6 separate regions of the Mus musculus genome follow, and regions 1, 2, 3, 5 and 6 are each linked to region 4. Evidence: chromatin contacts called from public Hi-C and targeted proximity ligation data. All regions are on one chromosome and are shown on one strand. The core of a region is the stretch at or near the end of the contact, and the rest is flanking DNA. Distances in the headings are between cores, read along the strand shown. Region 1 has its middle 190 kb from the start of Zfat. Region 2 has its middle 290 kb from the start of 1700012I11Rik. Region 3 overlaps Zfat (zinc finger and AT hook domain containing). Region 4 has its middle 480 kb from the start of Zfat. Region 5 overlaps Zfat (zinc finger and AT hook domain containing). Region 6 holds the start of Zfat (zinc finger and AT hook domain containing).

The links. A called contact is a pair of places that touch in the nucleus more often than the background predicts.
Region 1: a contact with region 4 is called in a Hi-C map of bone marrow-derived macrophages, with 36 read pairs. A contact is called at or near these places in 8 of 484 Hi-C or Micro-C datasets (bone marrow-derived macrophages, liver, macrophages and 3 more) and 1 of 130 datasets of targeted methods (bone marrow-derived dendritic cells).
Region 2: a contact with region 4 is called in a targeted proximity ligation map of bone marrow-derived dendritic cells, with 4 times the contacts expected there. A contact is called at or near these places in 2 of 130 datasets of targeted methods (bone marrow-derived dendritic cells and fibro-adipogenic progenitors).
Region 3: a contact with region 4 is called in a Hi-C map of muscle stem cells, with 2.6 times the contacts expected there. A contact is called at or near these places in 3 of 484 Hi-C or Micro-C datasets (bone marrow-derived macrophages, cortical neurons and muscle stem cells) and 2 of 130 datasets of targeted methods (astrocytes and embryonic fibroblasts).
Region 5: a targeted proximity ligation map of pancreatic cancer cells shows a contact between it and region 4. A contact is called at or near these places in 2 of 130 datasets of targeted methods (embryonic fibroblasts and pancreatic cancer cells) and 1 of 9 other capture datasets (embryonic stem cells).
Region 6: a contact with region 4 is called in a targeted proximity ligation map of bone marrow-derived macrophages, with 3 times the contacts expected there. A contact is called at or near these places in 1 of 484 Hi-C or Micro-C datasets (bone marrow-derived macrophages) and 4 of 130 datasets of targeted methods (bone marrow-derived macrophages, embryonic fibroblasts and pancreatic cancer cells).

What each region holds. Positions count from the first base shown.
Region 1 is chr15:68,070,069-68,074,914 of GRCm38.p6, forward strand. No RefSeq gene overlaps it. Among named protein-coding and RNA genes, the nearest start is that of Zfat, 190 kb to the right of the region's middle.
Region 2 is chr15:67,512,183-67,517,341 of GRCm38.p6, forward strand. No RefSeq gene overlaps it. Among named protein-coding and RNA genes, the nearest start is that of 1700012I11Rik, 290 kb to the left of the region's middle.
Region 3 is chr15:68,223,519-68,227,978 of GRCm38.p6, forward strand. It overlaps Zfat (zinc finger and AT hook domain containing), which reads right to left. Exons shown (of 16, transcript NM_001145888.1): 2 at 1,249-1,425. Among named protein-coding and RNA genes, the nearest start is that of Zfat, 33 kb to the right of the region's middle.
Region 4 is chr15:67,778,937-67,783,491 of GRCm38.p6, forward strand. No RefSeq gene overlaps it. Among named protein-coding and RNA genes, the nearest start is that of Zfat, 480 kb to the right of the region's middle.
Region 5 is chr15:68,163,023-68,167,691 of GRCm38.p6, forward strand. Zfat (zinc finger and AT hook domain containing) reads right to left here. Exons shown (of 16, transcript NM_001145888.1): 10 at 2,731-2,904. Among named protein-coding and RNA genes, the nearest start is that of Zfat, 93 kb to the right of the region's middle.
Region 6 is chr15:68,257,267-68,261,950 of GRCm38.p6, forward strand. Zfat (zinc finger and AT hook domain containing) reads right to left here and starts at 1,590. Exons shown (of 16, transcript NM_001145888.1): 1 at 1,402-1,590. The coding sequence starts at 1,420.

The DNA.
Region 1 (4,846 bases), core at 28-2,527, 290 kb after region 4:
CGCCATCACTGGTCATAAAGACACACACTGGAGGCTGCTGAGAAAGGAGTGCAGAAGGAGAGAAGTCTGAATATCACAGGTGCTACATTGAAGGGGCAGAATAAACTGTAAAGAGATAAATCTGAGCCACAAGAAGCAGGATAATCTGTTAACTGACAACCTCAGAACCCCAAAGCCATTCACACAAGTATGGTATGGGGTAGAGAGCTTAGAAGTCATCATGGGCACACTCCCTAATATATCTAATTCTAGTTTCATTTGTCTGCCTCTGATGATATCTCAGTAGCTAAGTGCTCTCCTGGATTCCACTAAAAAAGCCACGAAGTAAGAATTAGGGCTAAGCTCCCGCAGAGTCTAAGACTTGGTTCCCTCTGGGTACAGAGTCTCTGCAGCTGAGAAAGGAGCACCCCTGTTAGGAAGGTAAGCTCTATTAGGTGGGGAGCCATTTGATCCAGCAAAGTTTTATCAATAAAGGTGGGGTTCTGAAAAGAAGAGATAAAGAAAATGGAGCTGTAAGTGGAGAGAACCTGGAGGTCAGAGAAGCTAAACCGCCTGGGAACTGGAGCATCAGGAAGGTATCAATGTACTGAAGACAAAGAAAGAAAGGCAGGTATGTATGAGACCCAACCTTAAATGGGAACTTCAGTTTCTGATTATCCATCCACAAGGATGTCCCTATATACTCATGAGAAGTTACAATAATGTTTATCAGCAGAACAGACTATTCCTTCCATTTTGTGTTGATTTGGCTGGGTGGGGGGTGTTTGAAATAAACAAAAGGCATCCTGTTCTCTCTTTCCCTTCCATTTTACCAACAACACATTATATCAAGAGATCGGAGTTGTGAATATTATTCCTTGCACAGAAAGAGTGAGAGTAAAGGCTATATCACCAGCTCTGGAAAATTTTAATGCCAAGCAGCTTCACGTACCAGGGACCTGCAAGAGTAAGGCACACCAGAGCAAAAGGGCAAAGATTGTCCTTCAGGCATTGAGAATAACTGGACATAAGAGACATAGACCAAAAAAAAAAAATGATGCCACTGGAAAGGAAGCTATCCCATCCCATTGGAGTGCCTCTGGCAGCTAAGAACACAACATGGGCAGTTCATGTTTTATCCCTGGAGATGATTAAGAGGAAATGCGAGTCATCTTGGTGTTCTCCCCATCCTCAGCCGAATGGAGCTTTTATTATCACAGTGCAAAGAAGAGTCAGGAGCTGAATGGTGCTGAACTCCATGGCTGGGCTCCATGTGTGTTTCATAGCCATTCATTAATATTCATGTTGTGACTAAATGACCCCGTTCAGCATCCTCCCACACTCCCTGCTTCCAGCACTTGGTCCCTACTGTGACCCCCTTGGAGGGGTGCCCGCCTGTCCTTCTCTCTGCCTGGAACCAAAAGTGCCTGCCTATCTCATCACACAGCGCCTGACATGCTCATGTCAGACACTGACACCCTACATCAAGCCTTTCCTTCCACCCATCCAAAATCAAATAAGTTACAATGTGGCCATTTATCCTCCCTCCCATTGTCTCCGCAGGCTGGCCCTGCCGCGGGGGAGGAAGGACAGATGGAGTCATCCCCTGGGATACAGAGAGATTACCTCCTGCACTGCACACAGCAATCTTGTCTTCTCCGTAAGCTAGCTTTCAGCAAAGCCTGTGCACTCTGAAGTGCAGTGTGTGGTGAGGACAATGGATGCATATTATTCCATTTTTCCAATCCCCATTCTGAGGACTATTTGTCCCAGTAAACTCTGGGCAGACTTCCCATCCTTTGGCTGAAAAGAGGTACACGACATATACCCTGCCGCTGTTGTGTTCTTCTCAAATTGAAACGGGCACTCTGGAATGGTGGTGGTTATGTGGTCCCCATGGGGAAGACTGCAGAGACCTGGTCTGTGGCTCCAGTGTCCAGTGATGCAGCCAAAGGGCAGCCTCTCTTTCTCTGTGATCATTCCATGGCAGGACTTAAAACTCAGAGTAGCACACAACTTATAAAGCTCAGGCTATGGGGTAGAAAGACAGGTGAGCTATTGATGAAGTCTTGAGGAGTCAGGGAATACAGTGGACATCACATATCAGACCAGGTCTCATACATTACGTTAGTGCCTTCATCTCTTCTCCATGTACCTAACAGATACATGTGAAACAGTATTCTAGGTGCTGTGCTGCTATGCAGCTGAGTAGTGAGCAAAGCAGAACCTTCTTGGTCCACACATTCTGGTCAGGGGCCAGTCATGCTATAGAGAGACAGGTGAAAAATAAAGGCAGAGATGAAGGCTGATGGAGATAGAGTCAGAGGTGGGTGGGCAGCATTGCCGTTTTGCTACAGGATAATCAGGGATAGCTGTGGTCAAAGAGCATCCCTAGGAACAAGACAACTTCAGGATTCTGTGCTCCTCAGGAAGGGGGAGCCATGGGACAATGGTGAGTAGAGAAGCCATCTGACCTAGTTGGGCTTTCACGGGCCCCATTGTCCGCACAAAGGACAAGGCAAAAACAGGAAAGCCTGCCAGCTAAGGAAATAGCAAGGGAATGTTGGCCTTGGGCCTGGCTGGCAGCTGTGAAGATGTACTGCAGGGTTGGGGAAGGGCTGGAGTGCTGGAGACCACGGACTGTCCCTTGGACAGAGGTACATTCACCTCTTATATTCTGGAAGCCTAGGACCCCAGCTTACCACCTGTGGCTCATTCCCACTGAAGAAGTAAGGAGAATGCTTGGTCCTGTGATGGTGACAAGCTTGGGCATAGATGAGATGCTATTTCACTCTTCCTGAAGAAGAGTGTGAAGAGGAAAGGGATATTAAACCTTTCTGTCCGAGCTTGCTGTGGGCAGCTCTCAGCCAGCCCTGAAGCACGACACTCTACAGGGTCCCACCTTGACTTTGTGAGCAGCACTGACATTTTCTTTCCCAGCCAGGACACAAAGCCATGTCAAATCACTTCAGTGGCTGGGGTCACAGCTCCAGAGCCTTGGCAGTAGTGAAGGAACACCCATGGCAGGGCTGCTCAACCCCTAACCACTTCCTTTCCCACATAAAAAATAATAATTCTAATCTCCTCTTGGCCTTGTGTAGGAGGGCCTGTCCACAATCGGCCTGCAGCCTCAACTTCTCCAGCAGAACCCTCAGTTCCTCTCCTCCTCCTCTTCTGGTTTGTTCCTTCTTCCTTCTCCGGGTTGAATCTTGAGCAGAAGTGACTCAAAAAAAACGTCATATGGATAAGTAAACCGACTCAGGGACTGTTTATACTTAAACACATTGAAAATAAACTCACCCAACATACAAAGGATAGAACTCTTGAGAACTTTGTGTGTCCTTCTTTATATTTTTTTTTCTGTATTTTCTGAGAAATTTCCAGCAGAAAGGACCTTGCCGTGGGCTGCTGGGGTGACAAGTTCAGATGGACGACAGATCCCACGCCAGGACACTGGGCAGTGGGAACAACAGCTCTCCCACCAAGCCATGCCACTCCCAGAAGTCACAGGGAACCGAGCATTCATGAGGGATAATTAGAACATAATCCAGCGTTGCGGGGCGAATTAAAATGTGTTCCAATCTTCAAAGTGTGCAGATCTCAGGGTTCTGCATTTGGAACGTTTCAAAGCTTCCTGGAATCTATCTTCATTTGGTGCCCAAGCTCTGGAGAAAGATGATAAACAGGCCTGCAGTGAGACAGCCAATTAACAAGCCAGGGTTTATAGAAAAACCAGGCAGGATTCTTTGCTTCCGTGCAGGTGGCACACTGACTGGAATATGTGGGTATGTGGTGTGTGTTTGGTATGAAATGGGATGTATGTATACATTTTGTGTGCAGTGTGGTCTATGTGCACAGTGTGGTATGTGTCCTGTGAGAGAAGTGCATTGGTTTTGTGTATGTGGTTATCTACTTTGTATGTATATGGTGTTTTACTATGGTATTCAAGCATGACGTGGAAACTGCCCTCTTGAAATCAGAGCAATTATGATTGCACCTATGAAATTGTAACAAAATTGTAGCCATGAAGATTCTTTCTGGATGGGCAGGGAAACTGTCACCAGGTGCACTGGGCTACACAGGAGGCACAGGCAGTTAACAGGCAATGGAGGAAGGGAGTCTGTTGAGCGGCAAAGCTTCCCACACTCCTTACTGTTGCTTCTGTGCCCTAATAAACCCACTGGTTCTCTGAGTTAGACTTGGCTGGAACTATTTCTCTGTTCCATCCTCATTGTCCCCTCAGGTGGCTTATTCCAGGAAAAGCCACACAACATAATGCTATGTGGGTTTGTGTTGTATGGGGATATCTGTGTAGTGCACGGCATGAATGTGTGTAACTGGATTATAATGTTTTGTATTTTGGATGTGTGGATCATGGTGTGTGTGTGTGGTGTGGTGTGTGTTTTCTAGTGTTCACGGGGGATGTAGCAGGACATATGTCAGGGGTGGGGGTAATATATGTGAAGCACATCTGGGAACTTTGCAGGTATGGTGTGTACGTGTCTCCAAACTGAGTGACCCTGGTTCAGGATCCTCTCTGAGTCCACCTTAAGTCATGGGGTTAGAAGGAATAGTAGTTGTAGGGGATGGTATGGAGGTGAAGGGAGGGAAGGGACAGATTTGGACTTCCTGCATGCACAGCCAATCCAGGACTTCTTGACACGTGGAGAGATACTGAGTCCCACATTTCCTAGATTTTCATAGGAATCTTCCCATGCTCCCCTCCCTCTTTTCTCATCTCCGTCCTGCTGAGTTCTTTTCCACTTGGGCATGGCATGGTTCTCCTGCGATGAACTCTTGGCAGCCTCAGGTCTCTGTGCATGCCACGTCCTTCATCCAGTTGGATCCTGAACTACTACATCAAGGA
Region 2 (5,159 bases), core at 834-3,333, 270 kb before region 4:
AGAAATGACCTTAAGATTAGCTTTCATTTTTCACCTCTGATTTTAAAATTTAGAAAAATTTAGAATTAGGCACTGATTAATTTTGAAACTTTTCTTGGAAAAAACTCTTTACATCTAGTGTGACTTCTATATAAAACTCAAACCCCAAATTGCTAGAATATTAATCTCCAGGAAGTTCTGCCCGTTTAAATGGTATCCACATCTCCTGTTTCATTATCAGCCTTCATGTGATTTGACAGGTTTGAGATGTAGACCATGTCTAAAAGAATGGAAATGATTGTAAAGACTGGTCTGTCTCACTGTCCTCAAATCCTGATGATTATAGATATCATTTCTGAGCTCTAGATGCAGAGCCAACCAGGAATAATAAATGAATTTTTGAGATGATTAATGAAAACTAGAAGGTGTCATATTTGAGGAGGGGCTCAATGGGTGAACAGCAGATTCCAATTTATGCAAAAAGCCAACTAAGGCATCTGGAAGGGCATGCACAATTGCAATTCCATTTTACATCATTATGCCTTGAAAGAGCACATGCAGCCCTGAGGACCGTGCTCATCACAGTCAGACTACCCTGGTCCATGGAGTCTTCTACATTTCCCTTTGACTAAAGCTGCTACTAAGAGCTGCACTTGGGAGCCCAATGGATTTTTTTTTTCATGTGGACCACACCAGACTCATATTGTAAAACTACACATACTTTTATGGGCGTTTTGAAAGGAAGACGATTCAGTGGCCACACATTTGAGATCTGAAGAGAGCTGTAGCCCAAAGGAACTTAGATGATGTGTCAAAGTGACTTCTGCAATACTCTTTCAAGCATTAAGGCATTGGAAGATGTTATTAAAATATCAGTCCAGAAAGGCACCAATACTGTTGAAATCTCACCCCTTCTATTCTTCATGTCATTTCTGAGATACACAACCTTTTAAAAAAATTACTAGTTCCTTTTCAAAAATTTATTTCATTTAATATGCCAATAAATTGGTCATTATGTCTACCCTAATGCATTAACGTAGCATAACAGTATGGGGTAAATTATAAATTGTTTAATAGTAAGATTTATTGTTAATTTCCCATGACATTGGTAGAAAAAATTCAGACCACGTGTTTACTCTTGGTCCCTAGAATGATAGAATAAAGAATAGCTTGGAAGAGTAGGTACATTTCAAATAATATGAACCAAGTTTAGGAAATTTCTCAAATTATTAGTGTGTGTCCATGTGTGGGTATGCATGTGCATGTGTGTGTGTATGTATGTGTGTGTGAGTGTGCATGTGAGTATGTGTATATGTGTGTGTGTGTGCATGTAAGTATTCGTGTGTTTGCATGTAAGTATTCGTGTGTTTGAGTGTGTGTGTATGCAGGTGAATATACCTGTTAGTGTGTATTTGTGTTTAGTGCATCAGTGTTTGGCATGATGTATGTGTGTATGTGTTGTGTATGTGTATGTGTGTGCAGATGCACATATGAAAGTCAGACAACTTTTTAAAAAAATTATGCTTATTTATATCCCATACAACTTTTGAGAGAAAGTTCTCTGCTTCTATCTTGTAGGATCCTGGCACTAAAATCAGGTTGCCAAGCCTGTGCACAAGCATCTTTACCCACTGAGCATCTTAAAGGCACAGTTTAGCAGATTCTTTTTTTCTAAAACTCCATTGTGTACCAAGCAATTTTTCACCATCTCTTATATCACCAGCCATGACTAAGCTGCCCAGTGACCCACTTTCTCCATCTAGGCCTCACTTCCCAAGGTTTCTAGGATTTTCCCCAAATAGTGCCACCCTCTGGAGTCCAAGCACCCAAAACATGAACTGGGGTGAGGAGCATTTTAAATTTAAACCATAATACTGTGGTTGAGTCAACAGCCCCATAAGCCTAAGACTTAGATTTTCCACAAAGTAAGAAACAGCCACAGGCCATGAATTCCTTGAACATCATGGAAATCTTTTGATAAGAAATGCCCATTTACATGTCTTAAACCCAACTTTCTCAGATTCTTGTTGACAACTTCTAGGTTTCCCATTTTTCAGTTTCTGCTACTAAAAATGACTCACATGACTTAACGATGCTGACTTTCCCTCCCCCTGCTTCCTTATTTCTTCTCAGCAGAAATTCTGCCCCAAGCTAAAAGGAACAGGGAGAGCACATGACCCTGCACTTTAAACAAGTAAGAATTAAATATTTATTAAATGCCAGCTCTACACTTAAGCACTTTCCCTACACCATTCCAAATATTCTCCACAATTATGCAAATCAAATCAAATTGCTCTTACATTTAAAGATGATCATGGAAACCGAGGGCAAAATAAAAATTGGTATTCTCTTTCACACATCCAGGGTAAGTAGGCACAAGATTCCCCCCCATGTGTATCCTTTCAGAACACCTTTTCCTCTCCAATGTGATAGGCCTGCTTGAATCTTACATGAGGCCAACTAAATGTCAGATCAGCAAGATGCTAGGAACACCTGGGCTCCACAGAGAGAAGATGTTTGGGCTCAGGATGGAGATCCACTAGGGGAAAATGTCTGGGCTCCACTGGGGAAAATGCCTAGGTTGCATTGGGAGGTGATGCCTGAGGGTCCCTGAAATATATGCCTAGACTCTACTGGGTGAAGATGCCGGAGTTCCACTAGGAGAGATATCTGGCTCCACTGGGAGGAGATACAACGGCTCTGTTGCGAAGGTATGTTTGAGATCCACTTGGAGAGATGCCTGGACTGACTGGGAAAGGATTCCTGGGCTCTACTGGAGGAGGATGCTTGTCATCCACTAGGAGATAACATCGTTTCTTTGAAAAACAAACAAACAAACAAACAAACAAACAAACAACAACACATACTGTGTCAGCTGCAAAAAAAAAATCTTCCACAACACTGTAACATTAGCTATGCATATGTACAGTGTCCAACTTGACAGTTGCTCAATTTGTTAGATGAACGGGCTCATTCAAATACCATTGGTCATACACAGTGGGGGACTGATATGCTAAGCTCTCTACAGAGGGGTTTACAAGGGACTTTTCTTATCATCAATGTGTCATGACTGACGCTTGTTAGTAAGATCAGAAGCCTATGCTCAAGTACCTTTGGCTCTCTGAGAAAGCCGGTCTGGGAAACCAAGGGGCCATTATGGCCAATCACTGTCTTATCCAGCAACATAAACTGGGAATTGTTTCCCATGTGCTGTTCATGACAACTTATGGTTGGCCACCTGTCTCTGTTTTATTGCCTATTAATCTTTAATATTATACTAGCTGGCAGCATAAAGCCACCATTTGGAAGCCCCAGTACGTTAAAGAACAATAGCCCTATAGACCCTGCCAATTCCAATTTCTTGAATGTTTAGGGTCATTAAGTGGAAGAAAGACAACCCCTTCAAAGTCATTATGCTTCCAGTGTTCAGAACCAGCAGCAGCTGTTCTTGGCTGGTGTGGTTCAATTCTTCAAAAAGACACAGTTCTGTTCTTGAAGGGCTAAGCTTGATAAACTGTCAAAGTATCGGCTTTCAAAATGGAAACGTGAACATGCTACGTACACATGACCTTCCTTTTTAGTTTTATTCGTCTAGAGGTTTATGTGTTTAGCCAGAGCTATATTTTGGGTTTTGTGTTAGTCACTGAGGAGGAATATGAGAGAGTCAGGCATGGACCTTCTTAATCAAGAGAACAAGCAGTCTATGTGCATTCATAGGAATCACTGCAAAGCTATCAACTAAGTTAAATGAAATCGCAGGTAAGCATGGAGTTTCTTCCATGCATTCTTATATTTTAACTACATAATAAGTGATGTGTTTTTGTTTTCAGTTTTTATTTTTTTTATAGTCCAGGGATCTCACTCTCATGCTGTAATGTTGAGATGAGTACAGCCATCCTTCCAAGCCAGATGGCATCGGGTATTTTGACCTGAGCATAAAGGGGACCCTGTATCATCATAGAAACATAATGTTGTACATCTACAGATGGATAACTGACCAGTGCGTGTTACGGTCATCCATGGTTTACTTCAGATGCTGCCTAGACTTTTTATGATTTTTAATACAATGCTTCTCAAGCTACACATGATAGAAACAATTCCTTCTGTTAGGATTAGGCTCTGAAATTTTTACTGATATTTATTGTTTATGTGGTTTGATGTTTGAAGAAACTATTTGTGCTCCCCCCCCCATATTTATCAAATCGTCAAACTTGGATTTTTTTTCATGTTCCCCTTGGATTATTCAGGTTATGACTTTTTACCTCAAAATGTTTTGTCTTCCCTTTTGGAGTAAGAAGTTCAGAAAAGCAAACTTTGGTCATCATCGACTCTTATTATTAATGGAATTGAAATCTCATAGGGTAGCTAGAGTGTGAAAGACAGGAAGAACAGGAGTGCTTGGCAAAGGGAAGCTGCCACTTGTCACTGCTCACCGAGAATCACAATTATGAAGCATGTATACAAATATCATACCTTGACTTCCTGGTCTTGTGGATAATAAGATTCCTCTGATACTTTGGTCTTAAATATTTATCTAATCACCCTTTATATACACTAACTCTGAGATAAGTATTAGTTAGTTTCCCTGTTGCTGTGATAAAATATGCTGGCAAAGCAATGTAAAAAAGAAGGTTTTTTTTTTTTTTTTCCTGGTTCACATATTAAAGGTACAGCCCCTCAGACTCGGGTAGTCAAGGCATCAGCAGCTTGAAGCAGCTGGTCACATTGCTTCACAGTCAGAAGGCAGAGGGTAGTGACTGCTGTGTGCAGCCAGCTTTGGCCTTTCCCCTCAGTCCAGGGTACAAACCCAGAGAATAGTGTCTGTAATACAGGACTCATCTCAGTTAACCTAAATTAAGAATATCTCTCACAGGAATGCCTAGAGACCACTTTTTACCTAAGTAACCCCATGTAGATATGCCGGAGGCTTGTTGCCCAAGTTGATTCTGGATCTTGTCAAGTTGACAATTAATATTGACCATTTTATAACATAAATCACCTTATAATCCCATTTTCTAGAGAAAGTACCTTACATAAAAATAAGATGATAAAACATTTTTGCTTAAGTATAACTTCAAAACTACCCAAATCACATCTAGAAACGTTGTTAAACCCCACTGAGAAGCTGGGTTCTGTATTTAGGCATGTGCTGTTCCTAAGTTTCATTCTTCTCTCTGGAT
Region 3 (4,460 bases), core at 548-3,047, 440 kb after region 4:
ATGCAACATGAACAGCAATACTTCTTGCTCCTCAACAACTTAATCATCTGTCAGACATATTTCTCCAGCACCCCAGGCCTCGGCCAGAGGGACTTATTAACCAAACATTTTTCCGTCTGGAATCTCTCCTTGTTAACAGTGTCCGACAGATGATCAATAAGCCAGACTGTTTTGAATGCCACTCTGAACGTTCCCAGGAAAGAGCAACTGTATGGTGAGAGTGGCTAATGAACCCCTCAATGGGACATTTGCCACCCAGCCTGGGCTTCTGCTCGGCAGACTGGTGCTGCCCCTCATCATGCATAAAGGGGTTTGTGGGGGCATTTGTCTAAGTCTTGTTTGCAGCTGTCCCTCTTGCAGCTGTCCCTTTTGCACTACATGTTTTCCTTCTCGTCTGTGGGGACCTAATTACTGTGCCTAGATGGCTTCTCTAATCCATGGTGCCTGCTGTAGCTGATATCATTCAGGAACAGAGGTACAGCAGCTGCAGACAGATGTATCTCCCTTTGCCCACTGACTGTGAACCTGAAAGAGTCACAGTCTCAACCTTCCTTTAGGTTTAAAATATGGGTTTGGAGACACTGTTTCCCAACTTACAGAGAGTAATTTATTGATAGCGTACAAGACCTACCTTCATCCTCATCTGTGCAGGACCAGAGGTAGGGAAGCCACACTCTCTGACTTAATCTGAATATTTGTCGTCATTTCTCAGATAAGTAAAGTGAGGATTAGAAAATAAATTTCATTTGCTTTAAATAACTCAGCTGATAGATGCTAAAGCTGAACCACTCCACACTTGTCTAAGGTCAGACTCCTGCTTTATGCTACTGGAACCTGCTTCAAACATACATACGTACATACATACACACATACATATGTACAAACACATATATACAAACATACACACATATATAAACACATATAAATACACACACATATATACACATACATACATATAGACAAATATACATATACACATGCCTATATATACATACACATATACACACAAACATACACACATACACACACACATATCACTGACCAGGTATTAGAGGAACACCTACAGAAGCTACTGGGTAGGAAATTCAAAGAGCTGAACTTCCACAAGATCTACATTCAGACAAGTATTTGGCTCTGAGGTGGATTTTCTAAGTTTCTGCTGTGTCCATGAGCCAGGTAGCTGGCCTCACAGTAATTTAGAGTGTTCCTATATCATAAGTCCCTGCCCAGCATGCCTGTGGTCCTTACCATCTCCACCCTTGCTTGGGTTGGGGTTTTCTGGAGTGTTCAGAGGCCGGAGGGGAATGATGACGTCATCCACATTGACCCCTTCTTCCCCATGCTTCTCAGAAACGTGGGTCACGAGTTCTGACTGATTTGGTGAGAAAAGATTACAGCATTTACACATGAAGATGGCTGTGTTTTCTGTAAGAAAAAAATTACAGGGAGTATTGTTACTTCTCTGACACATAAACAATGATTACTACAAAGAACAGAGAAAGAGAGAGATGGGGGGCGGGGGCTATTTTATTGTCCACTTCCTGCAGACTGTTCCCTTTGCAGATACCTCAGGTGGGCATAATGACAATATTCTTTTTTCCGTATTTCAAAACTTTCTGCTGCAGAGACCCACCCAGCAGGCCAAACTCCAGAAAAGCACAGTCAATGGAAACATAACTGTGGTTTAACATGGAAGTTAACCTCAAGCCAAATCCTGCTCTCAGATGAAGGGAGAGGCACACTGCGGGTCACATGGAATTCTAGCCAAACTCTCTCAGACCAGGTGCAAGGAAGCTCGGCCAAGGCAATGCTTCCCGAAAACTAAGACCCTTACAACAACTGAACTGAATGGCTGGCTCCTGCACCCAATGGGGCACAAAAGCTAGGAATGCACTGCTTTTATTTATTTATTTATTTATTTATTTATTTATTTATTCATTTATTCATTTATTCATTTATTTATTTTTTTATTAACTTTATATCCTGATCACAGCCCTCTTCTTCCTCTCCTCCTAGTCTCACCTTCCCACCCCTCTTCCCCAATTGCTCCCTCCCTAGGTACCAATCTACCCTGGCACATTAAATGCATCCTCTTCCACTGAGGTCAGACAAGGCAGCCCAGCAGGAGGAGAGGGATCCAAAGGCAGGCAAGCATCTGAGTCAAGGACAGCCCCTACTCCAACTGGTAGGGGACCCACATGAAAACCAAGCTGCACATCTGCTACATATGTGTCCAGTCCGTGCATGTTCTTTGGTTAGTGGCTCTGTAGGTCCTCTTGTGGTGTCTTTGACCCCTCCATCTCCCTCTATCTTTCCCAATCTTGTCCATAACTCCCTGAGCTCAGCCTAATGTTTGATGTGAGTCTCTGCATCTGTTTCCCTCAGTCATTAAGGAAATACAAATCAAAACAACCCTGAGATTCCACCTCACACCAGTAATAATGGCTAAGATCAAAAACTCAAGGGACAGTACATGCTGGTGAGGATGTGAAGAAAGGAGAACACTCCTCCATGGCTGGGGGGATTACAAACTAGTACATACACCCTGGAAATCAATTTGGTAGTTTCTCAGAAAACTGGGAATAGTTCTACCTCAAGATCCAGCTGTAACACTCCTGGGCATGTACCCAAAAAACGCTTCACTACCCCACAAGGACACTTGCTCAACGATGTTCATAGTTTTATTCATAATAAAACTATCATGGATTTATTCAGCTTTATTCATAATAGCCAGAAACTGGAAACAACCTAGATGTCCCTCAACTGAAAAAATGAATAAATAAAATGTGGTACATTTTCACAATGGAATACTATTCAGCTATTAAAAACAAAGACATCATGAAATTTTGCAGGCAAATGGATAGAACTAGAAAATATTATCCTGAGAGAGGTAACCCATATCCAGAAAGACACACATGGTATTTACTCACTTATAAGTGGATATTAGCCATAAAGTACAGGATACCCATGCTATACTCCACTGACCCAAACAAGCTAAGTAACAAGAAGGACGAAAGGGAGGATGCTTGACTGTTACTCAGAAGGGGAAACCAAACAGACATTGGGAGTAGACAGAGGAAACTGGCTCAGAGTGGGGAGGGGGAGGGGAACTGGAGTGATGATTAGGTATGGGGAAAGCGGAGGGGGGGGGCGCTGTGAGAGAAAAGGGAAATTGGTGTGGGATAGGGGAGGCCCCTAAGAAGGTATAGAGGTGACCCTAGCTGAGACTCTTAGCAGTGGGGGATATGGAGCCTGCGGTGGCTACCTCCTGCATAGCCAGGCAGGCCTTTTTTTTTTTAATATTTTTTATTATTGCATATTTTCCTCAATTACATTTAGAATGCTATCCCAAAAGTCCCCCATACCCTCCCCCACCCCACATCCTTACCCACCCATTCCCATTTTTTAGCCCTGGCATTCCCCTGTACTGGGGCATATAAAGTTTGCGTGTCCAATGGGCCTCTCTTTCCAGTGATGGCCGACTAGGCCATCTTTTGATACATGAAGGGAGGGGGACACCAATCCATCCACAAAACCTTCAACACAAAACTTGACCTGCCAGGGATAAAGACAGAGCAGAGACTGAGGGAATGGCCGGCCAATGCTAGCCAAACGTGAGACTCGCTCCATGAGAGAGAGTTAACCCCTGACTATGAATGATACTCTGCTTTGCTTGCAGACAGGAGCCTAGCATAACTGTCCTCTGAGAGGCCTCATCCAGCAGCGGGTAGAATATGTTGCTCTCTGCCACTTAATTCCTATCTAAACATTGTCACTGTTCATAACAAAACTAATTATTCCTAACACAATATTAGGTAAGAAGACATAAAGAGGAGAAAGAATTCACATTTCAATCTGATAAAAGAATTATAGATACAAATAAAATCATTATATTTAGGACTCAAAAGCCATTACAAGGCTTTTGGTTGACATTTTCACATATCTACTGAAATGGAGTAACTGGTACCATACAAAAGACCATGGCTTTTCAACCAGACTCCCATCCCTAAATGGATGAAGCACCTTGGAGAAGTTCAGGTACTCTCTCGGCAGCTGATGTCAGGGCAGAGAAGGTCAGTCAATACCTTCCTGGGTAGCAAATACCAGGAGATCCCACCATGCTCCAAGGCTATGTTTCAGCTGCCTTCTGCCTTGCCAGATAGCTGGAAACCACACACTGCCTAGTGCCCCATGGGACTTACATGTCAGCTCTCAGAGCTGGGCTCACACCCACCAATACCCCAGACCTCTAGGCCCTTGCACTGTCCTGTTAAGTAGGAACTACACGTCTCTCTCAGTTTACCTTTCTGCTATTTCACTAGATCCAGCCAGAGCAGCTCCTTCCCCACAGACCCATGCCCGGCCTGCTTCTTCCCTCACCTATGCCAGGGCACTCTGGCTGATGTTCATGTCAGAATCAGCACAACCCTGGCGCTCTGGTTAGCCTCACTCTGGTTAGC
Region 4 (4,555 bases), core at 950-3,449:
CTCTCTTGCATCTTTTCCAATCTCCCCAGCCCTACCTGTACTCAGACTTAAGTTAGATGGTTCATTTTTATTTTGATTATCTCCTGTTCTCTGTTTGGTATTTTTCTATGCTGTATTATGGATGAATGGGCTCTATTTAGTCTTCCAGCTTCCTAATTATTTTTCAATTCTGTGCACATCTAATATGTCCATTGGGTTTTTATTTGCAGTGATATTTGCCACTTCTGGAAGTTCTACTTGGTTCTTTTGTAAATATACATGGCTTTTCATACAGAGAACTTCATTCTGTCTCCTTTATGTTTGTCATTATTTAATTTTTACTTTTTAAAAAGTAAAGATAAACATAAATATAATCAATACTTAATTTCTAACTTATGCATATATGTAGACTGAGAAATCTAAACATCTTGATTTTTCTGGTCTCATTGTCAGTGCACGCGTGAGTATGTTAAAGTCTTTAATCTGAGCTTATTTACTCTGAGTCCATCTCTGTGACTCCTGGCAGAACTGGGTTTAGAACGTCCCTTTCCAAAGGGCCCATTTATCCCATAATATGAGAGTGATCCAAGTCTGGGGCTCTCTCTCTCTGTTAATCAATAAGCACTGAGAGTCTTAGGTTTGTAGTCAGTAAATCACTTGCCGGTTCTTGTGTTGGTATGGTTCTGGACATCAAATTCTCTATGTATCTTTCTTATGTTAATGGGTAATGACAAACTCTGGGAGCTGGAGAGCCACTGCCACTAGTGCTATAATCCACACTGAGCCTACATGGTTCCAATAGAGCTTTCCAAAGCTAAGGTCACACCACAAGTCCACTATATCTCAAAACAAAACAAAAATGAATGTGGAAAGGGGACTTGTAGGGAGGTGTTGGGGTTGAAGCAGGGAGGAGGGAGGGGAGAGTAGGGGACGAGCAATCAGAATGAAACACACATGCATGAAAGGTTAACGAACCACTTCAATAATTAAAAAAAAAAGAAAAAGAAAAATCATCACTTTTATTCTATCCTTAAAAAAATACATCCAATATTAAGCAAGATCTTAAAAGATACATATAATTCTAACTGTAGTCCTTTGTTTCCCAGAAGGCAGTTTTCTGAAAGGTGAAAAATGCCAGATTTCTATTCCTAACTCAACATTCACTAAGTCAGAAGTTGATCCTTGCCATAAGATACAGCAGTTCAGTGGGAGTCTAAGCCACCCCAGGCTTTCCCACACTACACCAGTAAGGGTCACACTGGTTCTCTAAGGCCAAGTATTTTCCAGGAAATGTTTGGAATGGCTCTTAAGATGCATCAAATTGTAAACAGTGAAATGAGAACGAAGCCTGCAAGCTCCTACCTGGTTTACACAAGGAGTGCCTGCATCTCAGAGCACACATTAAAACCATCCCGGTAACATAGTTAGCTGTGTTTACTCCCCGGGGTCTCACTGTAGATGACCTCTTTCCTATGCAATTATAGAGTTAGCGCCTAAGCAGTAATGTGACTAAACCACCCAGCAGCCTTAGGCTTATGGATTTCAAAGGCTCCACCTCCAACCCAGTTCAGGAGCAGGGTGTTTCAATGACTCTGAAAGTCATATTAGATCTTCCTAATGTTTATTGACTTCAGAGGTCTTGGCATGACCACCTTGGCTAGGGTATCAACATTTTGAGTGCATAGAAAGCAATCACATGGCCAGATGACTTTTATTTTTAATCATCTATTATCCAACAGCCTTTTCTAGTAAACATATTTCAGAAGCACCTGTTAACTGAAGGACACGGAGGCTTGTTAAAGATTATGGTCCCATCCAAATCTCTTTGGCTTTGTCCTGTTCAAGACCTACCTTTAACCTTGAAGCCCCACCCGCCCCAAGGACTTAGAAAATAACAGCCTCATAGGAAAACCCAGTGGCCTTATGGGTTTGTCCTAATAAGCTCCTGTCTCCGTGTCTCATTTTGTCCTAGCAACACTGGCATTGTAAACATTTACTACCAAATAGGACTTTTGTGTGGGTTCTGGTGGTGCTGAGTCAGTTTCTCATGTTTGCATGGTGAGCAGTTTACCCACTAAGCTGCTTCCCAGTTCCAGATTTAGATATTTGAAACGAATGATTTTAAGAGTTCTTTTCCTGATCTGAAACACTGTCTTGCTCTCAGTATTAGTCATACTCCATTAGCTGAGTCCTTCTCAGCTATGTTGCAATTCTGTACATCCTAGACAATGAGTAACTTCCTTGACAGCCACTGACTTAACACTTGTAGCCTTATCCTCATAGCACTGTAAACTCCTAGCTCTACACATCAATCACCAAGTGCCCCACTCCACCCTAAATCCCTGTTACAAATCTCTAAAGTAATTAAACATTTTCTCAAAGACAGTGCTCCCTTGGGGGTGGAACAGATGGCCCCATGGTTAAAAGTGCTTGCTGCCCAATCCTAAGGACCAGAGTTCAGATCTCAGCACTCATTTAGGACATCTCACCAATGCCTATAGCCCCAGCGCCAAGGGATCTAATACAAATCTGTTTTAGCAATGAAGAGAGGAGCATGAATCCAGCCTCTCCTTCGCTAAGTTTCTCAGATTCTTATGTATAGAGGGTTAGAAGCACTTTTTAAACGTTCATTATCTGACACATGAAAAATATTAAGCCATTATCTACTTTCATTTATGTGTGGATTAATGTTCTTTTAAGTATTCAAGTATAAGAGATTAGACTACAGGTGCAGAACTTAAAAAGATAAAAGCTGGAATCAATTCTCTCTGAGAGTACTTATCTTTGCTTCTTCATGCTTCCTTCTCTATGGCTGTTGCTGAGGCTCTCTTGAGCTGCTCTTCTTGATTCTGTTTGATAAAATGTCACTCACAGTTGAAGACACATCAAAGGTACCAATAAGTCCATCTCCTGCAACTTCTGCTTATGGAAATGATGTATTTAGGGCTTGGGGATAGATTACATTACCAGTGAAAGACCCTATCTCAAAAGGAAAAGAAAAGTAGATGGCTCCTGAGAAGGAAAACCTGAGGTTGTCTTTTAGCAAGTACACACATACACACACACACACACACACACACACACACACACACTGATGGACTTATGTCTTTAGACTTAGGGGTGTTTTCTCTTCCCTAAGAGTCAGCTTGGTTAAGGTCAGAGTCAGCACTTCCACCAACTGCTCTCCTCATCTTCACACAGAGGAAGCACAATGACTCTGGTTCCTATTCCATGCATGCGTGGGCTAGGATTGTTTCTTGACCTCTTGTGTGATGGAGGCTCCCTCCTATAGGGCTCCCTAGTCTTTGCTATTCAGCCATGCTCCTTGATCCTCCCACTGAGCTGGACCCCTGTTACTTTTGCTCACTCTGCCTTAACATATCTATTGGGAGACTATCTTCTTTTTTTACAAAGCCATTTCCTCTGAGAAGCTTTGTGGGGCAATTCCACTTTCTCAAATCCAGATGAATTCAGACTTCCCTATCCCATAGCTTCCTGAATATCTTTTTTCAAACACCCCATGTCCCATTGCTAGACCATCTGTCATGGTGTCTACAGTGTGGGGTGATAGCCCTCCAAGAACTGTTCAGTGGATTATCACAATATTCCTAATCTCTACCTCAAGTTAGCTCACCAGGAATTCATTCCAGGCATGTGCAGCCAGTGGACAGAAAATTCTCCCAGGATATCCTGCAGAGATTTATTTAGTACCTGTCTCCTCCCCTAGACTTTACTGCCTCTGATATCAGGGACAAGGTGCTGTAATTACGTCAATTTGTACAGTAGTTTATTGGTGCCTGGCAGGTGTTCCCTCAATAAAGGTTGATGAATGCATCTACCCAGCTGTTTTGCTACATCTCTGTTTCCTGGCAACTCATGAGTTTGTATAACAAGTATCGTTCTCGCTGCTGCATAGTCTCAGTGTCCAGACCAGTGCACGGTGATCACTTACTGCTTATGAATTCATATATATCACCACTGTCATTGTCTCCAGTACTTCTTGAATGTGCTAGGACATGTGACAGTCACTTCTCAGGAATTATTTACTATAACCACCTTTAGGAGACATGGGTTACAGCCACTTTTAAGGCAAGGCAACTGAGATTTTGAGAATTTAAATTCTCTCTTTGTTCACACATTACCTGTCAGTGGAATGAGTACTCAGCCACATATGGGACATATATACCATCACCAACCTCAGGGATTATCAAGAAACAGGGAAAAGAGTCTAAGAGCTTCAGTTGTGGAACACAAATCAAAACTCTGTCTTCTGACTTGGCAAGTACTTAGCAACTCTTGTTTCCTGCTTAAGATCTGCACAAGATCAAGTCAGTCAATATGCTAGCTAGACCCCTGACTGAGGAGTGATAGACATCTGATGGCTTCTGGGGGAGGAAGAGTGAGTGATCCTTAAGCATGTGACCCCACACTCTTTAGTATATTGACAGAGAAAATTGGCTTTAATGGGTTATTGAAAAATGAAGAACAAGGAGGAAGAAGAGGAGGAGGAGAGGACAGGAAGTAGGAGATGGGGGATTAGGATAGAGCTCAGAGCACTTAAAAGTAGATGCAGGGG
Region 5 (4,669 bases), core at 1,944-4,443, 390 kb after region 4:
CGCCTTTGATCCCAGCACTCGGGAGGCAGAGACAGGCGGATTTCTGAGTTCGAGGCCAGCCTGGTCTACAAAGTGAGTTCTAGGACAGCCAGGGCTATACAGAGAAACCCTGTCTCAACAAAACAAAACAAAACAAAACAAAACAAAACAAGAAGACAGTATCTTTTAAAGCAGTGACCTAAAACAAAAGCCATCAGGACAACCCAAAATCTCAGAATGAACGCCAGCATTGTGGGGAATTCTGGCCCAGCAAGCGTAGAAGGAAAGGATGATTTCTCCATAAATACGCCGAGTCAGTAGACAGCTGTGTGAAAATGAAGATTCCTACCATGCTGCAGACACTAAAGCAAATCATAGGAACCTGAAATTTCATAAATGTTACAAAACTATAAATAAAACTTATGGCAAAAGAGTTCGTTCTGAAACAAGAGAGGTTTCTTTTTCCCACAGAGAACTCAGAGGGGGTAAACACATAAAGGAAAATATTGATAAATGTAAATGAGCAAAGCTCTTTAACTTCTGTCTATAAAGAGAGACCATAAGGTATAAAAGCAAATGATAACCTGGGGGGATATTTATAGAACCCTGCAATGCACTGAGGTCCACAGAGCTCTATGAAACCAATGAGATACAACAGGAGCATTGCAAAAATCAGTGAGGGAAATAAAATCTTTTCAAAGTCTGTATCTTATATATGGCATCCGGGGGAGAAATTCAAAGCTCTTTAAATAAAATAAAAAGGGATTTAAGAGCATGGGGCTGACGAGAGCTGCAGCAGATAGTCACTGGAGCTAGGTTCGCTGGGCAAGCTGAGAGCACCTGCTTAGCAGCCAGCCCTCAAAAACAGGGGTGCAAGGCACGGGTCAAAGGGAAACACAGGAGACAGGCACAGAGGCCTGAGGGCACAGAACCAAGCCTCAGGCACATCACATTCCACACACAGCTGATCCTCCTCGAAGTTGCTGAGAATCACTGTGCACCACATCTAAGAGACCAGGAAAATGTTAAGGCCTTGTCTCTACAGTTTTCAGAATAACAATGTTTCCCAAAATGCTGGGAAAAATAAATAAAGAGAAACTACGAATTTCAATAGCTTTGCTGGGAAAGACTCCACCATATTTGCCAGGCTATTCCCTTGCAGGAAGGCCATATTCCTCTTTTTAACCACACCACTCTTAATGATCCCGTCCCTCCATGTGCAAAGGTGCTATCCAGGGTCTGTCTGAGTAGATGGCTTTCCATGGCCTTGACCCAGACTTCAGAGTCAAACTTCAGATCACTGTACCCTTTCAAAGTCTCCTTGAATGATGTTACCACAACTCAGGAGACACTGAGACGACCGTGGCTTTGGGGCTTGATGGCATTCACGAGTACAGACTTTAGGGAGAAACAGGCTACCACATACATGCAGGAACACAGCTCCTGCAAAAAGACTCAGGGAATGCAAGATCAGCAAGGCCACTGTCTGAGAAAGTGAAGCCGTCCTAACTAGTTACACGACACAAAAGCTTTCGTTATCCCTAGGTGATGGCCTATATTACTTAGTTTATCTCTTTGTCTGCTTAGTGATTGAACCTAAAGTCTCATCCAGGCAAGGCAAGTACTCTACCACTGAGCACACCCAACCCTGCATGGGTTTCATCTTGATTATGGCGTTTTTCTTTTTAAAGAAAGTACTGATCAATAGCCATGGCTGTGGCCTTGGTTCAACACCCCCCAAGTCCCTGACTGTAGTTCCGAGGAATCATAACCAAGAATTCAGCCTTTCCCACTAAGGGCCGCAAGCTCAGTCTGACTCTTGCCAAGGAAGCAGCTAGCACACACCCAGCAGGGCTGACTCCCAGGACAGATACCCAACAGAGGCCAGATATGATAGACACATCATCTCCTAAGCTCCAGAATTGGAATCAGCATGGAACTTACATTAATCTGTTCACTAAGCCCTAATTCTTATGTCTAATTACGCTGCAAGAACCATATATTAAGAAATTTTATTAACCTTGTAACATGGAGCAGTCACAAGTACCTCCCACCAACTGAGGTTTCTAATTAAATCAAAACTTTTTCTAGTATGGTTTGGCTACCTGTGTTTCTCAATGTCTTTCCTCTGTGAAGCCCATATCAGAAAGTGTTATGAACGCTCTGTGCCTGAGCCTTGACCCTTAGGCTTCTGAGCTCTCCATAATCAGACACTTACCTTCAAATACATACCTGCTCTTTGTTATCCCACCTAGAAACAGGAACTGATCCTTATGGCCTTGTTGCGCCCAGAACCCACCTTCACAGCTCACAACCACAGGAATTCATACTGATTACATTTCAGGCTAAGCCCTATCAGTAAAAACCCTGAGGTAGCTTTGATGTTAAAAACATCAGGCCAGGTGCCAGCACAGCTATCCTTACAATCAGGCTCAAGGTGAGATGGAAGGCTAAAGAGGACAGAAACTTCCAGAACCAAACATTAACATCTTACTTCCTCCAGCAGTCTACCTCTCCCTGCTTATGACACATGCTCACGTATCCCACAGGGGTTTATGCAGAGCATGTTGAAGGGAGACAGTGCTTAGCCCTGGTGAGAAGAAAGACAGGCTAGGACCACGTGCACTTTCAGATTGTACATCCTGTGAAGTCTAGTGTTTTCCTGTTACCCGGGATCGGACAGTCTCTGCTGGCCTTGGCATGCCAGCTTCCAGCCTTGCACTTACAGGCCACTGGAGCTTGGGAACTCACCATCAGACGTGTGAAGGAGCTTATGACTTTTCAGTGTCCCTTTGGATTTGAATTTCTTGCCACACATGTCACAGAGGTGGGTCTTCTCAGTGCTGTGACGATTCATATGAGCTTTGAGGTTGCTCTTGCTACGAGTTGCATATTCACACAGAGAACACTTGAAGGGCTTCACACCTACCAACGAGAAATGGATAGCTGTACATTTACACGTGTCTGTGCAAACATGGGTGGGGATCCCAAAGAACAGTTCACACCATATAAAACATCCAACTGAACAGAGCAGTATACTTGCTTACTCCCAACGTGTCCGCACACCTCATGTCTGGCCGACCTCATCTTGTTCCGCCTTACAGAAATACCGCAGAAGTCAGGGTTCCCAAGCCTCGGCTTCAGGACAGTTCTAGCTGCCTATCAGCATTCTGTAATCCTACAGCTCCCTCCTGCCAAAATGCTCTTGCATACCACAGTGATTTGATCACCTCTGCTCTCCCTACAGTCTGGTAACTCCCTGAAGACAGACACCCTGCCCAACTTACAAAGCAGTCATTAAATCCAACTCAACTGAGTTAAACTAAATAAAATTATAGGCCACGTCATTCTTTGCAAAAATCAATAGGATCAGGCACTCAGGTCAAGTCTGGAAGAATATTCCCATTCATAACATAAACAGAAGCACAAAACACTGGACATTCTGCATGACTCACATGTAACTATTCCCAAGCTATTGTGCCTACTCCACTTGTATTGCTTTCCCCCACCCAGCCAGTGTGAGAACTGCTGTCGTGGTTCATCTCAAATGCATTTCTTGACCTCTTTGAACTGTTAGACTCTCTGAGCACCTGCCCACCGTGTGAATGAAGTTCCTCACGTGTGATCAACACCTATGACTATGGAGAGTCCCCAGACTTATCTTATGTTGCCCCTTCTTGTTAGTCTTCATGCTTATCTTTTGCATTTGCCTACTGCTGCTCTTTTTCCATGTTTTATTTTGGGAGTGAGCTGGGAGAAAGAATACTTACAGTGCAATTGCAGTGATTAGCTCCAAAGACTCGCGAATAATGTAATGTGGGTAAGTAGGCTTTTCTTTATCCTTTACAGTTCCATCATTATAAAGAAATTCATAGACAAGTGAAAAAGAGCAGGCCATGAACACTCCATCCTAAAACTGCAGCCTTTCGTTTCCTAAACCTTTCTCAGAATTCAGAAGGTTTTCAAATTGAGAGATTTCTTCCAGAAGTTCAATGTGGAATACTGACACCCGTGTCCTGTGAATGCATAGTGTTGGCTATACATTAAGCCTGGTATGGAATACTGACACCCCGTGTCCTTGAATGCATAGTGTTGGCTATACATTAAGCCTGGACATACACAGGGTCTTCTTCTGAGGAATGTAGGAGACCATCTCACTGATGCCTGCAGCAAATCTCAAGGCAGTTTATAATTGTGTTTCATGGAAAAGTGACCAGAAGATGGAATATTTGTCCCATCCTGCGTCACATACAAAGAAAGGAAAGACTGAACCACGCTCTCCCACTCCAGACCTCTGTCTGCCATGCAAGCATTATCCCCCAGGGGAACAGATTTATAATCCTCAGGCTGCCATCTCCCTGGATTTGCATCAGCGTCAGGTTCGTGGTCTGTCTCTGACCACTCCCAGACGACTCCCCTGAGCACCATCCTAAACCAATCTCCACACAAAGGCTTCTGCCTCCTTCTCTACTGAGAAAACTCCTAGCAATGACTTCCTTCAGTGCCCTCAGAAAATGACATATAGGTATTCATCTCGTCACCACTGTCAACTCCTCCTTTCTTGCCTCCACATGGGAGGTATCGCTTTCTCTTAGTGCGAGTCAGTAAAGATGTAAAGAACAGGGCTTTAGAATCATGTAGCATGGGTCCAAATCCCAGTTCCCACTACTTTTTGGCTGTACAACACGAG
Region 6 (4,684 bases), core at 340-2,839, 480 kb after region 4:
AACACAGAACAGAGCTGGAACACACACAGAACAGAGCTGGAACTGGGGCAATGACCACCCAGCCTGTTTACCACCCAAAGCCGCCTTTCCAACACCAAAACGGGAAATTTCCCAGAAACGAGCTGACAGAAATACATTTTGTTCAAACTATGAGCCTTCTTCACTTGTCATGGCTGGAAAACAGAAAGATAACCTGTTTGGGGCTTGTTGTGTGTCCCTTTGACCTATAGCCACTCTGTAGCACCAACACTAATTTCACAGATCAAGTGATAGGTTCCAAAGCTAAAGGTGGAGAGTAGTGGAGGTAAGCCCCAGGAACGTGAGTTTTCTGTCCCCTGTATGGATGGACCCAGGCTCCAGCAGGAAACCACAGTGACGTGTACAAATGATCAGCAGCTCCTTCACTCAGTCATTCAATAGAAGGTCACCCCTACTAAGAGCCTGTCTGAATTCCAGGGGACAGTGACAAAGGCCAAGCAAACATATGGTTCACATTGTTTTCCAAGCCAGAAGTCCGATCTCTTTAAAGCTCCACTGTCAGGAATCTGGGCTCTCAACTTTTCTCTTCTTCAGTGAATGACCAACTAAGAACAACCAGGAGACACTGGCAGCGACCCTCGGAAGTCAGGGTCCAAGAGTCTAAATTGGTGTCAATCACAGGCTAGAGGTCACAAGCTTAAGGTTAAGGGGAGTCACCAGGGGTTAAGTGAAAAGTCTACCCTTCCAATGAGACCAGCTAAAGCAGCTTCTGGCTAGACAGTCTGAGGGCTGCCTGGAGGAAGTGGCCTGGAGCCACTTCGTTCAAGCGCACGAGGACAATGCCCTACAGCACTGGGCCAAAGACAGAAGGCAAATGACTACTTGCATGGGACAGGGTCACCCGTGATAAAGCCCATCTCTCTCATTGGCCGCTCCCTCTGAAGGTCACTAGAGAAGGCTGGACTTGAAGCACGTCCTGGCTAAGAACACGGGGTTGATCACTGGGAAGGGGAAGTCATCTACTTTACGAAACTGTTGACTAAGCAAGAAGCCAACTCAAAGCTCACACAAACAGCGGCAGGCAACGGGACTCGAACACCTATGCAGCCAGACGCCCGCGGATGGCCGCTGGCGGGCGCCCTGGCACCGCCCACAGCCCTGGAAACTGCTCCCCAGGCGCGCAGGGCGCTCCCCTCGCTTGCTCTCCACCGCCTCCCTTTTTTTTCTTTCCTGCGGCAGGATCAAGCCAGCTTCCAAACGTGGGCCGCAGAACGCTGCGACGTCGGCGCTCCGCCCGCCCGTGGATCCCTCCGCCGGCCCGAGTCTGCGCGCGGCCTCCCCACTGCACACCACGAGCGGTTTCCCGCGCGGCGCCGCGCCCCACCCCCACCCCGCCGCGCCCCAACCCCCATCCCCGCTCACCTGCCGTCCGCGTCTCCATGGCAACGCCCCCACGGCGGAGGAAAAAAAAAGCCTCGGGCTCTTCCCGGCTCCCTCCCGGGCTGAGCGAGAAAGTCGGACACCCTGAGGAAACTTCGCTCTTTATTTTGATTTTTTTAGGGAAAGAGCCGGAGAGGTTATGGCGAATCTGCGGCATCCAACATGGCGGATGGAGTCTTCGCCCTCCTCTCCCCGGGGATCCGACGCCTACGTAGCGACGTCGGTCGCGGGGAACCGCCCTCGGCACGCAAGGCACAGTGCGCATGCTCGCGGCTACCCTAGGTGCCGGCCTCTCGTCCCGGCGTTCTGCGCGCTGTTTTGGGCCACGCCCGGGGCGGGACGCTGTGATCCTGGGACGTGGGAGTCAGGACCCGGAATGTCCTGAATCCTCTTCCGTGCGGGGACGGCTGCGAGTGGGCAGGCTAGTGCGCCCCTTTGCATACTAGCTTTTCCGGGGCTCAGTTTCCCAAGTTGCCGGTCGGGTTGACTAGGTGTAGTTGGCCCAGGCAGGCTCTCCCAGGGTCCGGGACGAGCCGGGTTGGAAGTGACAGTGCCTCGCACATCTTTTTTTTTTTTTTTTTTTTTTTTTTTTTTGGAAGCTCAGTGACCACCTTTCCGTTTTTTATGTTAGGAGCTTAGAGCCCCCTCCGCACGCTGCAGGAAGCGTCTGTTCCACGTAACTTTGATAGAATATATTTCTACCGACATCGAAGTCCCTTATCCCTACCTATCTTGGTCAGCTTTTTAGCATTCGAAACTGGGAATGAGTTTTAGAGTTGGCCAATTAAGTATATATATAATAATAACAGTCGTACTTGTGCTGGTAAAGCTATCTTTTAGAAAGGTTTTTAAATTAGCCATTGTAAAAAAGTACTCCACACATACAGAAACAAGAGAAAAATGTTAAAAGAAGCAGGACGGAAATGACCGGCGTCTGGGCAGCCCTGGTTTGTTTTTACAGTGCTGGTGAAATGCTGAGTATAGTCCTTCTGTAGTGTTTAGCTTGGAGTGCTCCTCAGACAGCTCTAGGTTCCTCTCTCTTACCCCCACAGGTCGAGGTCATGTGTTTATTACTTCTTCACATTCAGTTGCGCATAACTGTTTGCTACCCCTTTCTGCCATGGACTGAGTTTGCCGAGCGGAGAGAGGGTCCTGTCACAAAGGCCCCTGGGTCTTTTAGTCTTTGCCTACCCATCACAGATTTCATAGTAATGCTACTGAACGACTGAATGAGCTCATTCATTTTGTTCACTTTTTTAAAAACAAAAACCAGAAACGTTGACGTGCCTTTGGGCAGTGAACCTTAAGATGACTGGTCTAATTCTTCATTCTTCTGTTTAGTACATATTTAAAAACATCTTTATTTCAGTGGGCAGGTGAGCAAAGGACAGGTGTTCAGGAAGGTTGTGTAGCTTTTTTGAGATCACATAGACAGTCCATGAAGTGTGTGGCCCCACCTTTCCACAACCCACCAGATGCCGGTAGACACAATGTGAGGAGAATCAGGAAGTTGTTGCTTCACCTCCACTAACTTCTGCCTCAGGGAGGGCTGCGTGGCAGGGGAACAGTAACATCTTTCATTTGAAAATGAACTAACCAGAATGCTGCATTGATGTGATTTCCTTTTTAGAACTCCAAATATTTACACTAATTTTCTGTCAGGACATGTGAGTTGTGCTGGTTGCTGACAATACTGGTTTTGTGCTGGGCTGCCTTTCTTAAAAAGCAGCACTGAAATACTATTGATTGATTAGCAGGTGGGTCGATTGCTCTTGAATGTTGTAGCCAAAATCAGTTTTGGAAATGAAGCTAGTTAACATATATCTCAAAACTCAATGGCTCCCAAACAGTAAAGCCAAATTTTTTTTAAGAAGAAGAAGAAGAAAAAAAAAAAAACTGACTGTAGATGTGGTCTTGAGGGGGTGAGGGGTGGCTGTGATTTTTCTCCACTATTCCTTCCTTAAATCTACTCATTTTTTCAAAAAAGACTTATTGCATATCTTTTCCCAGGCTGGTCCCAAGAAGGAGGAAATTAGTAAGGAAAGGGACGGAAGGCAGTTTTGTGAATGGAGACACCACAGTTGCTTCCTCACCTTCTTGTGTGGCTCACACTTTCAGATGGGGACATGAGTGTGCACTTAGAAGGCAGAGGCTAGCTTTCAGTCTTCTCTATTGTTGTGTACCTCATGTTTTGAGATAGGGCCTCTTGCTGAACCTGAAACTCATTGTCTGACTAGCCTGGCTGGCCAATGAACCCCTAGGATCCTCCTGTCTCGCTCAGCACTAAGATCACAAGCCCACCACACCTAGCGTTTTTTAGAAGGTGCCTAGAATCCAAACTTAGGCCCTCATGTTTGGGCAAAAGAGCTTTACCCCTGAGCCATCTCCTTAGCCCTGACTGACATTTTTAATCTTTACATTTCTAGATGCCTTCAGTTAAGAGAGAAGAACTAATGGAATGAAATGGAAATCACTGAGAAGTTCATAATGAATATTCTCATGCTTTATTGGTTCCTAGAGGAGCTCGGTCCCAGCTTGCCCACTAGTGGTAGTCCACCTATCAAGAGGGCTCAGGGAGGAATCCGTGTCCAAATCTATGGACATGACATGCTATTTAGTTATATGAGAAATTTAGTGGCCTTGCATAATTAAATATATTTGTAGCAATATTAAATAATTATATCAATAGTAAATGCATTTATATGAAAACAGTTTATGTACATAATTTTATATAGTACTGATTGAAATCAGTCTTAGAAAAGGATACATATAACCTTAGCATGGATTTTGAGCCACAAAACTATTAAAAGACAAGGAGAGAAAGAAGCAATTTTAGTCAACATGTTAAAAACCTAAATAGGGATGTTGTCCAAAAGGACAGCATAAGCTATTGATATCAACATGATTGTGACCTTAGGTAGCAGTAAGAGCCAGAGTCACTTCCTCATAGATCTCCATGTTTCATTCACCTGTGTGTGCCCAGTATGTAGGTGTTAGTACTGAGTTTTTCATTGGCCATAACCAATGTCAAAGAACCTGTTTCCAGCCTTAGCACTGAGGGAAACTCAGGGTGGCTGGAAGCTATGTCATCCTTCAAAAACAGGATGCAATAAAAATTCCTGACCTGTAGGAAAGGCAAAGGAGCCAGTGAGAAAGACATAGGTTTCTCTGTGTGTGCTGATTTGCAAACTGAATGCATGACTATAATTGGTAGTTGTTGATCTTTTAGTACCAGGTGTCTGGAAAGCCATGAGTTCCTGAATAT